Linked DNA regions of Canis lupus: region 1 is linked to region 2. Evidence: chromatin contacts called from public Hi-C data. All regions are on one chromosome and are shown on one strand. The core of a region is the stretch at or near the end of the contact, and the rest is flanking DNA. Distances in the headings are between cores, read along the strand shown.

Region 1 (6,496 bases), core at 38-2,537, 35 kb after region 2:
CTCATTTGTGCTTATTCTTGGACAACTTGGCCTGACATTTGGTTGTTGTTGTTGTTAAGTATTGACTCACATCGCATTTACTCATCACCCCTGCCCTCCCATACACATCTCACTTTTACTACCAGCAACACGACACACAAGGCTGCGTCCAGTTTCACTACAGCTCCCGGGGTTTCCAGGCGCGGGGCGCTCGCTTTCGGAGCGCCCCTTCTGATTGGCCGGGCCAATGTCAGTGACATCAACCAACTTACTTTCGATTGGAAGGCTGGTTGCTGGGACTCTAGCGTTTGCAGGAAGCCACTTAACCGTTTGCAAGCTGGGAAGCCGGGCGCCAAGTTTTCTGTTGTCACGAGAACGAGCGCCAGCGGTTCGGGGCGGCGGGGTGGGGCTGGGGGTGCGGGGGGCGCGTGCCCCGGCCCCGCCGCCCGGAGCGCGCGGGCCGGGGGGAGCCGCCCGGCGCTCCCGGGGAGGAGGCGGCGCGCCCCGCCGGCCTGCCCGGCTGTTACCCTTTTAAGCGCCCGCGTTCGAGGCTGTCGGGGTAGCACGAGGCGGCGGCTCGGAACGGCCGGATTGGCCGCGCGCCTCAGTGCTAGACGCACCTCTCCGCCGAGAGGCCGCGCTGACTGGCAGGGGGAGAAAGTAAACAGAGTTGAATCACCCTCCCCGCTGGCCAATTGGAGGGGGTTTGGGTTGTGACGTGATGGGATTCTGCGAAATTGTTACTGAGCGAGAGAATGCCGGAACGGTGCGGACCGGCCGGCGCAGGGGCTCGGAGGGCGCCCGCGGACCGGCCGAGAGGCGCGTCCTAGACCCGGCGCTCGCTGCGGCCCGAGCCCCCCGCGTGCGGGTGCTCGGGTGAACGGGACCCGGGGCTGCGGCTCGACGGAGAGAGGCCGGCGGCCGAGGGCGTGTACCTCCGTTGCAGTTTCCTCTCCCAGCGCCTCGGGGGCGTTTTCAAGCGAATAAACTTGCGGCCGCCACGTGTGGCATCTTTCCAAGGGAGCCGGCTCGGAGCGGCCGGCGCGCCCGTCGGGGGGACTCGCGCCGGGGCGCGGGGCGCGGGGCGCGGGGAGCGGGGCGCGGGCGGCGGCGGCGGCGGCGGCGGCGCGGCGGAGCCCGAGGCCGTGGATGCTGCGTGCGGAGGCGCTGCCGGTTACGTAAAGATGAGGGGCTGAGGTCGCCTCGCGCTCCTGCGAGTCGGAAGCGCCCCGCGCCCGCGCCCCCGCCCCCGCCCCCTTGGCCGCCGCGCCGCGCCGCGCCGCGCCGCGCTCGTCGTCCGAGGCCAGGGCCGGCCGCGCCGAACCTCCGCAGCCACCGCCGAGTTGGGCCGCGCCGCCGGGGCTGCCGCCGCCCGCACCATGTCCGCGGCCGCCTACATGGACTTCGTGGCCGCCCAGTGTCTGGTGTCGATCTCGAACCGCGCTGCGGTGCCGGAGCACGGGGGCGCCCCGGACGCCGAGCGACTGCGACTCCCTGAGCGCGAGGTGGCCAAGGAGCACGGCGACCCGGGGGACGCCTGGAAGGATTACTGCACGCTGGTCACCATCGCCAAGAGCCTGTTGGACCTGAACAAGTACCGACCCATCCAGACCCCCTCGGTGTGCAGCGACAGTCTGGAGAGTCCGGATGAGGATATGGGATCCGACAGCGACGTGACCACCGAATCTGGGTCGAGTCCTTCTCACAGCCCCGAGGAGAGACAGGATCCTGGCGGCGCGCCCAGCCCGCTCTCCCTCCTCCACCCCGGAGTGGCTGCGAAGGGGAAACACGCCTCCGAAAAGAGGCACAAGTGCCCCTACAGTGGCTGTGGGAAAGTCTATGGAAAATCCTCCCATCTCAAAGCCCATTACAGAGTGCATACAGGTTAGCGGCGGCTCCCTCCCCCCCCCCCCCCCACCCCCCCACCCCCCCCACCCCACCCCCCACCCCAGCCCAGCCCAGCCCAGCCCAGCTCTGGGGTTAGTTGACCTTTGGCTGGGCAGCCTTTCGGGGCGTTAAGGACACCACACTCGGCCTCGAGGGTGCCCGTATTTTGGATCAGGTGCTGCCGTTCGACTCTTTAACTGACTGAGCCGCGGAGAGACGGAAGGCTCCCCCTCTCGCCGCGTCTCCCGTCTCCAGGAGCCGCCGAGAGCCCTAACCCGGCAGGCCGGGGAGCGAGCGCCGAGGGCCGGCCCCTGTGCGTGGCTTCGCCGGGAGTGGTGCCGCCCCTCCCCTCCCCTCCCCTCCCCTCCCCTCCCCTCCCCTCCCCGCCCCGCCCCCCCTCGCAGGGCTCCCGCACCCCACGGCCGTGGGGCCACCCCACCTGGGCACACGCTGGCATCGGGGAGGTCAAATGGCGTAGCTTTTATTTGATTCTCTTGTGGGATTGCAGCGAGACGCGCCCCAAACCTGGGGAGAAGCAGTTTACGGGGGAGCCTTTTAGGGATGACTAAGGACTCATTTAGCCCCGTGCTTGCTACTTTTTCAGGGCTTGCCAAGGTGGTTTTAAATTTGGCCCAGAGTCCCCAGGGAGGTTTAAAATAACACTGCTTCGGGCAGCAGAGGAGTTTGATCAAGTGATGGTGGAGGGGGTTAACTTCATGACTAGTTAGCCTTTTTTTAAGGAGATTCCACAGCCGATTCCCCACCGCCGCCACCACCACCATGATTGGTGGCACCCTGCACCCTGAACAGTCAGCGAGGAGGTGTGGTCCTGGCCTGACATCCAGGCTCCCTCCTGCAACCAGGGTCTCTCCCAGGGACACCAAAAGGCAAGGGCTGGCCCAAGGGATGTGGCCAGAAAAGACATAAGCAGGTTAAGATGGGCTTTGGAGGCTTCCCGAGATTCTTGGTCAGCCAATTGTGCTGGTTCTGGGTAACACACTCAGAAAAAGTTGGAAAGGGTTGGGCCATGCTATCTCCACATCTTTAGTAAAGGTCCTGTTACAACCGCTGTTCTGATAAGGAAGCACAGGACTTGATCTTTTCCTAGAACTTCTTTTCCCTCCATCCCACGCGATATTTAAGAGGCTGTTGGAGTTACTTAGCAAAGTACTGTCATTCTTTGGTGTAATTGTCGGTACACTCAAGATGAGGCCCTGGGCCTGTGGTTTGAGAATGATACTTGGTTGGGTTGGGTTGGTTTTGCTCTTTCAGAGGAAGGCCACGTAACTGCATGTCGGGTTTTATTTCCTTTGGACAGTGCTCCTTGTGGAGGTGGCTGCTGGCACAGGAGCAAAACTGACTTTCCTGCGTGGTTCCTGCAAAATCAGGTTCTGTTTGGGGTTGTCCTCTTAAGTTGCCATCAAACTAGCACAGTTGACAAAGTTTGTGTCTGCAAGGCTGGGGGCAGGCAGATGTGTGCCTGAACTGGGGGATGTGACCTTTAGCGTCACTCCCCCCAGGGTGAGGTAGGGGTATATTAGCCCCAGGGTGTTACTCACCAGCAGCTGTTGGGCGGGCCTGGCCTTGTCAGCCACGTCCCCCGGGGGTTCACTTCACCCCGACACCCACTGCCACCTTGAGCAAAGGCACTTTCTCCTTCAGGGAGCTGCCCGCTCCGGTGGCCGGTGGCCGGGGAGGCCTGCAGGGTTTCTGTGGGCGTGGGCGCTACCTGAGTCTTCCTGTCTTAGAAAAAAAGGATTCCTGGAGACGTGACCCATTCAGCCGAGTGATTTTTTTTTTTTTTCTCGGGCATTTATAGAAATGGCTGCTTATGTGTGCGTGCATGCGTGGTGCTCTTTAATTCTCCATAAGGCAAGCCGGCCCAGCTGTTCCAGGAGAACCTTTTACACAGTCAGGAGTGGAAAACCAAGTGAAATGTTAATCCCATTTTAAATGCTACAGTCGGTCTTCTGAAACTAGGGATATGGTGATAGCAGGTGTCTTCTTTACGTTTGGGGGGCTCTGTGACACCAGGACGTGGTTGAACAAAAACCTCGCCCTCTGTAAATATTGTGGGAAGCATACTCCTACTGAACTAGGGATGTGTGAAGGATACTCCAAAGAAGAGATTTCTAGGTCTTGTGCATTTGGAAGTTGCAGCAGATAGGGCTTCAAGTTGGATTGTCTTGGGGGGTAAAGCGGGGGGCGGGGGGGGGGGGAGAGGTAAGGAGCTTCCTGGTTTTTTCCAGAAGGTGGATCCCAGCTAGCCCTTGGAATGTCTGCATTCTATGAAGCTTTTAACAGCTAAAATTCCAGCCACACCCCCACCCTGCTCTGTGTGGCCCTATGAGAGTCCTTTCTGCTGCTCCACCAGCTCCTGGAGCCTCCTCCAGCTGCCACTTCCACAAAACCAGTGGCTTTAGAAGTTGAGTCATTTAAACAAAATTGCATTTCATCCAGTGCAGCTACTTCCGCAGTATCCTAAGAGAAAACACACTTTTGAGTTGGGTTCTCGTTTGTCCTGTTGTTTCCCAGGTGGGAGAAACTTCAGCAATTTGGAATTCCAAGTTTGCAAACTAGACAGGCCTGCTGCTGGATTTGCTTCGCAAATTTGTTTGGCTTGGCCAACACAGAGTTAATAAAAATGTAGTTTAGTTACTAACATCTAGAAATCAGATGATTCGTCACAAATCCAGAGTTCTGGCTTCTCTGGAAAAATCGATCCATCTGGCAGTACTGGGCCTGAAGTCCTACCCAGCAACAATTGGCTTGAACTGATCATTCTTTACTCGACAGTGCCCTTTATTTTAATCATTTACATCATCTCTTTTGGCATGTAATTTTACTATCCTTCTTTGTTTGACCCTCCGTTTCTTAATCCACTCTGTGTGTATATGGCTGTTATCACCGAACTCCTCATAGGTTCTTGTACAAAGATTAAATAACATAGGCAAAGCACCTAATAGGATTCCACGTACAGAAAGCCCTCAAGAAATTCTGCATCTTGTAGCTTGTGTGTGATAGAGAGGGTATCCTCAAAATCAGGAACCAGGATAAACTTATTTTTAAGTAGTATATCAGTTTACATTTTATAATACTAAGCTCAATTTGCTTTTCATTAGCCTCTGGGTCAGATGTTCCTCTCAAGTAATGTGCCTCTAAAGTTTAAGAAGCAGATGCACGATTAATCTGAAAAATGCCATAAACACATTCGTTTTCGTTTCCAGACTTTGGGGACACATTAGAGGGCATTCATGGTAATGTTCCAGTTTAACAATGGGACCCATTAAGAGTACTTGGCCTGAAAACATGTGGGGCATATATATTTTTTTAAAGGCAAGCGGTTTTAAGATTATCCTGTCACACCTGCCCCACAGAGCCACAGCCATATCACTGCCCTCACCTGTGTGCCCGTGTGCACACAGAAGTCCTCTCACAGCCCCCACATCCACACCTACACACACACCCCCATCTCAGAGCACATACCCCAAACTAACTCCACAAATACCCACTCACTGTGCAGACCCCCTGCCACACCCACGTCTCCCCATGAGCACTAAAAGAAAGAAAAAGAGTTTATACTAAGTTTCCTGATTTTGTGGTCACCTTGAATGGTTATATATATTGAGGGGGGTAATCTTTGGGGGAAGGAAACAACAATATCCAAATTCCAGATCCAGGTCTTCAGAACCAGCTGGTGTAGACTCATGCAAGGTTGACATCCTAATGGTAGAGACCTTAGGCTTCACTTCCATGCCAAGTGCCATTTTTCTTTTTAGGACTCAAGTCAGCTCTCCCCAAGTGGTGACAGTGGGTTGAGCTTGAGGATCATGGTTATATCCCTCGAGTTCTACAGAAAGGGTTTTAAAAATGACACTTGTTTTTTTTTAATAGAGCATAAGGACGTCCGTGTAAAATAAGGAGACACAAGAGTTGCAAAACCCCCAAGAGCAGTTGCTTCTGTTTTTCCTTATCCAGCTTGAACATTTCCCTGGGATACTTGAGACTATCTGGCAGAAGGGATCTGGAGGGCCCCTCACCATGGAAGGTCTCCTCCAACCCTGGAAACAAGTTTTCTGGACTCTTCAAGAATGTCCCTTCAGCCAGGACATTCCTTCCCTGAGACCAGAGTTTGAAAGATTTTGCTTAGGCAGGTGCCAGGCCTGCCCTGAGCCTCTTGTACTCATCTCCCTTAATTACCGCAAAAAGCTTTAGAGTCAACTGTTTGGTTCAGGAGATCGTGCCATCAGAGGTGTGAGAAAGGATCCACTTCCATTACCCGGGAGGCAGGGGTTCAGGGACAGGGCAAGGTCTCACTTTGGCCGCAGGCCCCAGGCTGGGGGCCTTAGCTCACAAGTGGCCTCCGGGCAGGCTGTTCATTAGCCCATGCCCAGTTTCTGCGACTTTCTCTTCTCTTCGTAAGTAGAAGGGAGGCCTTTGAGGAGACATTCTCTCTGCCCTGTTCTTCTTTCCCTAGGACTCCCCAAGTGATGTGGATTGTTGTATTTCATAACCTGACACGCTTCATCCAAAATAGATTTACAGCTTAGCCTGAGTGGGGTTTGCACGGGTAACTGTTTTTCTACTCCCCCGCGCCGCCCGGTTTTCTCTCCTGTAAGGAAACCCTGGT
Region 2 (6,776 bases), core at 3,899-6,398:
CCTGGCCTAGACTACGTAATAAATAGTACTGAAGGACCGTTCAGAGAAAGCTGTTAACTGGGGTCAGCTAAACAGTTCCACCAGGGCATCCTCTCAAATGTTTTCTTGCCCACACATCTGCGCAATTATTGACTTTAGTGAATGTTGAGCACCAGCATCCAGCACTGCGCCAAACACTAGGGCAACAAGAGTCTTGTTCTCAAGATGCTCCCTCGCCTTTCAAAGGAGGGCCCTTGACTTAGGGCAGTGGCGGAGCCCCAGGGCTTGATGAAGCCTTCCTCATAGCCCACCTTTGTCCTCGCTCAGGCTCCTTCCTCCTAGGTCCCGTGCCACCTCTCTGACCCTCACAAGCCATCCCAGAGAGAGAGAGAGAGAGAAGCTGCTAGGGGAGCAGGAATTGGTTGGGGACAGCCCTGATGCAAGACATTTCTCGAGACTGCTCTTCTAGAATGTAAACAGCCTTTCTCACAGGCAGGACTGGAGCTCCTGCCAAGACTTTGAAAAACAAGTTACACAAGCACCTTTGGAGTGGCTGCTGCCACAAGAGGGGGCAGGGTAGGGGAGGTGGACAGAAGTAGCCTCAAGGACTCAGTCAGGGACAATACATAAACTGGAAAACACAAGGCTCACTAGGCCAGGAGATCAAGAAAACACAAGCCCTCAGGCACCACACCAAGCCCCAACCCATGGAAGGAGTCAGTCATTGATAAATTCACAGACATCCCTGCTGCCATCAGTGATAAGATCCCAGGGTTCAATAGACAAATCATGTGCTATGAGTGCCAGGGCCCAGGCCAAGGTAGGGCTTCCTTGGAACTGGTCACCATGACATCCTAAAGTCTCTCTGCCCCACGAAGATCACTTCCCTGACTATACCCACCACATCGAGGGCCATGTTTAAAGTTTTGGCAGCAGACAGTGGGTGGTGAAAATGCTCCCTCCCCTGCCCCATTGGAGTCCTTTGCCAGGGGCTACTGCCAACTCCAGCCAGTTGCAGATGGAATTTCTCAGAATACCAGAGTGTGCCTGGGGCATTAAAAGCAAAAACCCCGGGGATCTGAGGTAGACCAAGCTAAATAAATTCAAGGACTAGGCAAGTGACCAAGATCTCAGAGGGAATAAATGAAGGGAAGTAGTTCCCAGAGAGTTAAGCAAGATTTCAGACAACCCACACACATTGGATGGGAGGAGAGCCTAAGAGAATGACGTTGGTTGCCCATTCATTATGTGCCAGGCACTTTACATACATTCCCTCATTTAATCCCTGCAATAATCCTATATAGTAGGTAGTAATGTTATTCCAGACTCAAAGAGCTGAAATAATGGACCCACAGTCATGTAGCCAAGCACCCAGCAGAGCTTGCATTTAAACCCGATCCAGCATGAGGGCCCGGGTTCTTATCATCATGCTGCTCTGCCTCCTTGCATGTGAGGATCTTATTAGAATGCTGTTGGAATCATCTCCCACATTTATTTAGAATTTTCAGAGGCCAAAGTCTCAAGTTGAAGTCCCGACACCAAGTCCTACTCCCCAGTCTCCTATATTTACTTTATCCCAGTGTATATACTCAATCAGCAAAAGTTTATTATTAGATGTCCAGGGGGCAGGGTGCTATGTTCTCTGGGGGAATGGAAAGGTCAGTTATGCATGGGTGCTGCCTTCATGGAACTTACAGTCTGCCTACATGGGCTAGGCTGTGCCATCACAACACTTTATTTATGTTATTAATTATTCAAACAATATCTGAATCGACTTGGTATAACACAACGAAGGTTGACTGCTTGCTTATACCACATGCCCACAGAGAATCAGCTGGGCCCTTACTCAAGAACCCAGACTGGTGAACAATCCACCAGATACCTCTGACACTGCCAGTCACTATGTCACGGAGGAAAGACAACATGATCCATCACTCACCAGCTCTTAATGCTTCTCCCTCTGAAAGCTTCTTCCTCAAAGGGGATCATATCTGTTCTGCTTACATTTCACCGGGCAAAGCAAATTAAATAGGCGCACATAACCACATAACTTCAAGGGGTTTGATAAGCACAAACCTACCCCAAGTCTGGAGATGGGCAAAAACTGTAAAATTTTTAGTTGAATAGGTCTAATCATGACCACATTCTGGGAAAAGGAATGACCTCAAAACCTCATACCCCCAATTCCACAATAATGGAAGTGTGGATAATAAGGGCCATCAGAGTGAATGTGTACAAGGCTTATATCCTGAGGACTCAAGAGAGTGAGTTATGTCTGGACTGGAGACCTCAGTGGCATGTCTTGAGGTAGGTTGGGCATTCAGCCTTGAAGAATAAGAAGGACTTGAATGGACCTGCAAGACCAGACCAGTAGCGTCCACCTTGGCCTTCAAGAGGGTGATGGTACCCCACTACCAACCACTCTCCTGAGGGACACGGCATATTCTAGGCCTGGAGAGACAACCCATATGAACACTGAAAGGCAAGGTTATTGCCATGGCCTTGAGGAGAGAGGACCCATCATAGCTGAGCAGTGTGCTAGAGTCAGGAAGAAATGGCAGATGGCCAGAGCAGGAGTTGAGAAGATATGCAAGGTGAGCAGAAGAAAGCCATGGCCAAAGTAGAACTTTAGGGATTTTAATCTGTGGCTATATTGTTGCATTCTTTCATTTCACAAATACTTTAAAGATTTTGCGCGGGAGATACACGTATCAGGCTTGATTCCTGTCCTCAAATTGCTCCAGTCTTTAGCAGAAAGAGAAGAAATGTATTTGGTTTTGTTACCCTTGCCTTTTAAGAGGAATCTCAAAGAGAGAGTTTTTTTGATAAAAGGCCCTACAATTTCAAGGATGTGAAGGATTTTGAGGATGTCTCCTTTGTGAAAGAGAAAGGGTTGAAAGGCTGAATTGCTAAATGCAATCAGGGTGACAATGAGGCATCCAGGTGGGAGGAGGTCAGGAGAGAGTGGAGAATGAAGGAGACAGAGGAGAGAAGCCTGCTGGCAATGAGAGAAAAGGCTTTTGGAATGGCGGCAATTTTATGAAGTTGGGCCATATGGTGTTCAATGAAAGCCCTCAGCTTTTCTCGCTTGAGAACATTTCAGTAAAATATACATTACTCAAAATGCTTTGGAGAGAGGCTTCAGAGGTTACAAGGAGGAAACTGGGTAGCAATGAAGTATTGATTACGGTGTCAAAGTGTACAGGGTGCAAACCGGGACTTCCCAAGAGAGCCCCGTCATGTTTGTGTTAAATAGATATGTGCGTTTGTATGGGATAAAGTGGCAATTCTAGGAGTGGGAGAATCTCTCAAGAAAAGCTTCATAAAGGAAGCTAAAGGTCATCCTGTTCCTGGGTATTGAAACATGAGAAAGTGTCCCCAACCCACCTGGGTTATTGGGAAGCATTCCTATCTAGGCACCAAAGGTAGTATGCTCAATGGTACTGGGGTATGGAACAGCCTGGTTTATTTGAGCTCCTCCGAACAAACACTGATGGGCAGGATTATAAGGGATAAAGTCAAAAGGAGCAAGTTCAGTAATCTAGTCCAATAATCAGGGTTTGTGGAAATAAGGGCATGTGTTTACCTTCGAAATGATTCACCCAGCATTTATTGACTGTCAAATACCTTCTGGCCTTTATATTGTCACAAAAAAATATTTTGTTTTGGGTTGGTAAAAACCTGGGAAACTCATGATTTCTTCTTCTATTACCTGTTGATAAGAAAAATGGTAGATCCAGAGGAGAACTTAAATAGAATGCAAATATATTTAAAACTTAAATAGGATATCCTGACTTATTTGTATTCGCCACTCACGGACAGCATGCCAGTATTTACCTTGCTGCTAAGCACCGCCTCTCCATGTGCAGTGGAGAGAAAGTGCCAAGATCCTTCAGGTCCTGTGTCCCAGGAGGTGAAGGATTGCCTGAGACAGCAGCACAAAGCCAGTGACTATTAAAACACACTTCTTGATTTACAGTCAACTGTCAAGTAGGGAAATTTATCCCCGCTGATCAGAGCAGAAAGTACCCTGAGTGTGGGGTATGAGGATATGTGTGTGCCCCAGTATATTTTAACTATCCACCTGGGAAATCTCTAAATCAGCATTTATTTCAATAATCTCATACATTCATATGGCACCTTTCTCCACAGATGCTTCCAAAGCAGTTTGTAAATTTTGTCTAGCTGGGGAATCATCATTGCTGGAATAGAAGGAAATAGGGTGCTTATCAGCTTCCTAATGAGAACTTGGGATTAAGTGTGCTTTTGATAAGAAGTTATAGGCATCCAAGAACGTGTATTTAATTCACAATGTGTATGTACTTAAATGCCATCATATTTCATTAAAATAGTATTCAAATTTCCTCCTAATAATCCATTCAAATTTTACCCAGCCTTCCAGGTTCAGCTCTGGATTCAACTCCACAGTTGAATGCTAAATTTCATTCCCCCGGAGCAAAGTAATGTCACCTTGCCCTGGAAATTGTGCTTCCCTAAATACGCAGAAGAAGAGAAGTGGGTGGGAGGCCTTGTGTCACTCCTGGGGGTTATACATTATGTGTTTCTGACCCATGCAGAGGCTGAGAGGTATCTGGAAGGCCAGTGAGCACCTGTGAGAAAACAAAAGGAATTTCAAATCATACATTCAGCAAAAATTTATTGAGCAATGACTGTGTTCTAGAAATTCTGCTGGGGGTGCTGGGGTGCTGAGGGTACAGGTGAGAGCACAAGGGACAGGGCCCCTGACCTCCTGGAGCCAGCAGTCAAGCAGGGGAGATGGTCATTGGTGAAATAATCAGATCATTGCAAACTGAGAACTGGAGGTAAGTGCTACAAAGGATGATTCTGAGAACTTGTGGATGGGGCGTCAGGGAAAGCTGCCTAAGAAAGTGAAGTTCAGGTTTTTATCTGAAGGATGAGCAGGATCTAGCTAGGGATGTGTGTGTGAGAGAGAGACAGAGACAGAGACAAAGAGACAGAGAGTCTTAGTTTCCTTATTTGTAAAATGACTATGATAGTGCTGTGTCTACATCTGGAGTCCGCAGAAGCAGACCCTGAGAGGAGGACTCATGTAAACATGATTTGTTAGGAAGCAGCTCCAGGAAACACTGCTTCAGAATTTGAGGAACAGAGGCGCCTGGGTGGCTCAGTCACTTAAGCATTAGACCTTTGCTCTTTCAGCTCAGGTCATGATCTCAGGGTCATGAGGCTCCCACCACTGGCTCCTCCTCGCTGGGTATGGAACCTGCCTGAATTCTCTCTCTCTCCCTCTCCCCCTGCAACCCTCTCTCCCTCTCTTAAAAATAAAGAAGTTGAGGAATATGGGACTATGAAGGGCAGGAGACCAAATAATGTTGAGTCAAGCAAAATGCCATGGACCAGAGAACTGGGGATAGGGTGAGTGACATGGGGATCTGGGGTGCTTGCCCCCTGCCCTATTTGGTTGCCCGTAAGTCCCAGATACTTCTGCTCTCCAGACTGGAATGCAAAGTGGTTCCAGCAACTGGGGGATCATCCCCCACCACAGAGCCCCACCACGCTGGCTCTGGGAGCACAGAGCTGGCAGTGATACATGTGCAGGAATATGGTAAGGGATGGATGCGGGGCAGAGACTAAAGGCTTTGGCTTCATAGGATACAGCGAGTATAAGGAGGGAGCACAGTGCCAGGTGCATAGTGAGTGCTCAATAAATATTAGAGATTTTTGTAATTTTTATTTATTGGCTATGCCACTGACATGGCCTACACTTTACCCAGTAATCTCTGCCCACACCAGTCCTGCAGGAACCCACTCTCCCACCCGCCACTCCCTGCCGGGTCTCCTGAGGCAAACACACATATAAATACAGCAATATATATTTATATTTCCCAGGATTGTCACATTTTGCTGAGCTCATAACGGAACCGAACAAATAGCCCTGTCATCCTCTGTAATACGTCCTGTCATTCACTGAGGCTTCATCACTCCCCGGCCTCCTGGGCTCCTGCAGCTCAGAAATTCTCGGGCCTGGCCGCTTCTTAAATATGATCTGGACTAACCTGATGCAATGCTCAGACCTGTGCTTCCTGGGCAAGTTGATTGAATTTTTAGACCGGAGGGACTTCCTCGATCTGCTCGTCTTACTGAGTGGTACATTGAACATTTGTTTGCCACTTCAAAAATCAGCATCTTAAATTTAAAAAAGGAATGAGCTAAGGATATACGAACAATAAGAATGAATCTCAAAAAACATTATCCTGGGTACAATAGCCAGAGCCAAAAGAATATATGGTGTGATTCCATTTATTGGAAATTCTGGAACAGGCCAAATTAATCTCTGGTGACAGAAAGTGGGTTGGTGCTTGCCTGGGGCTGGGGCTGGAGTGACTGCAGAAAGCCCTAAGGGAACTTTGGGGATTGCATATGGTCCAAGTTTTTGTTGTGGAGAGTGGCACCCATGTAAACATCTGTCAGAATTCACAGAACAGTATACCACTTAAAACGGGTGTGTTTTATTGATGTGATGTAAATCATACCTTTAAAAAGTTATTTTAACAAATAGGCATTTTATTGCCTGACCAAGAGATTGAAAGTAAATCCAAGACTAATCACAGGGAACTCTGTCTGGCCAGACACACAGAATCCTTTATATTGTTTCCCATCCCACACCCTATTTTTTTTCTTTTGGCAAGGAGTTGGTCTTTATGATTTGCACGAATGGAGGGAAACAATGACCTGGACACTCTAAAAAGAGGAAATCACAAGCCATTTACATCCAGTGGCTCTGAAATAGAGCTCTGAGGCCGATCTGGAGGTGG

What was found. A called contact is a pair of places that touch in the nucleus more often than the background predicts.
Region 1: a Hi-C map of liver shows a contact between it and region 2, with 1.8 times the contacts expected there. The contact joins the promoter of KLF9 here to the enhancer-like site in region 2. A contact is called at or near these places in 2 of 9 Hi-C or Micro-C datasets (amygdala and liver).

What each region holds. Positions count from the first base shown.
Region 1 is chr1:87,777,872-87,784,367 of UU_Cfam_GSD_1.0, forward strand. KLF9 (Krueppel-like factor 9) reads left to right here and starts at 1,288. Exons shown (of 2, transcript XM_038527104.1): 1 at 1,288-1,863. The coding sequence starts at 1,359. LOC119870835 (a long non-coding RNA gene) reads right to left here and starts at 388. Exons shown (of 4, transcript XR_005354196.1): 1 at 252-388.
Region 2 is chr1:87,739,278-87,746,053 of UU_Cfam_GSD_1.0, forward strand. LOC119870835 (a long non-coding RNA gene) reads right to left here. Exons shown (of 4, transcript XR_005354196.1): 3 at 6,018-6,147; 4 at 3,813-4,589. Among named protein-coding and RNA genes, the nearest start is that of KLF9, 36 kb to the right of the region's middle. Within about 2 kb of position 5,149, at least 5 of the 20 cell types and tissues checked have an H3K27ac peak or open chromatin away from gene starts, as enhancers often do. A contact at or near this core is called in liver, where this site is marked.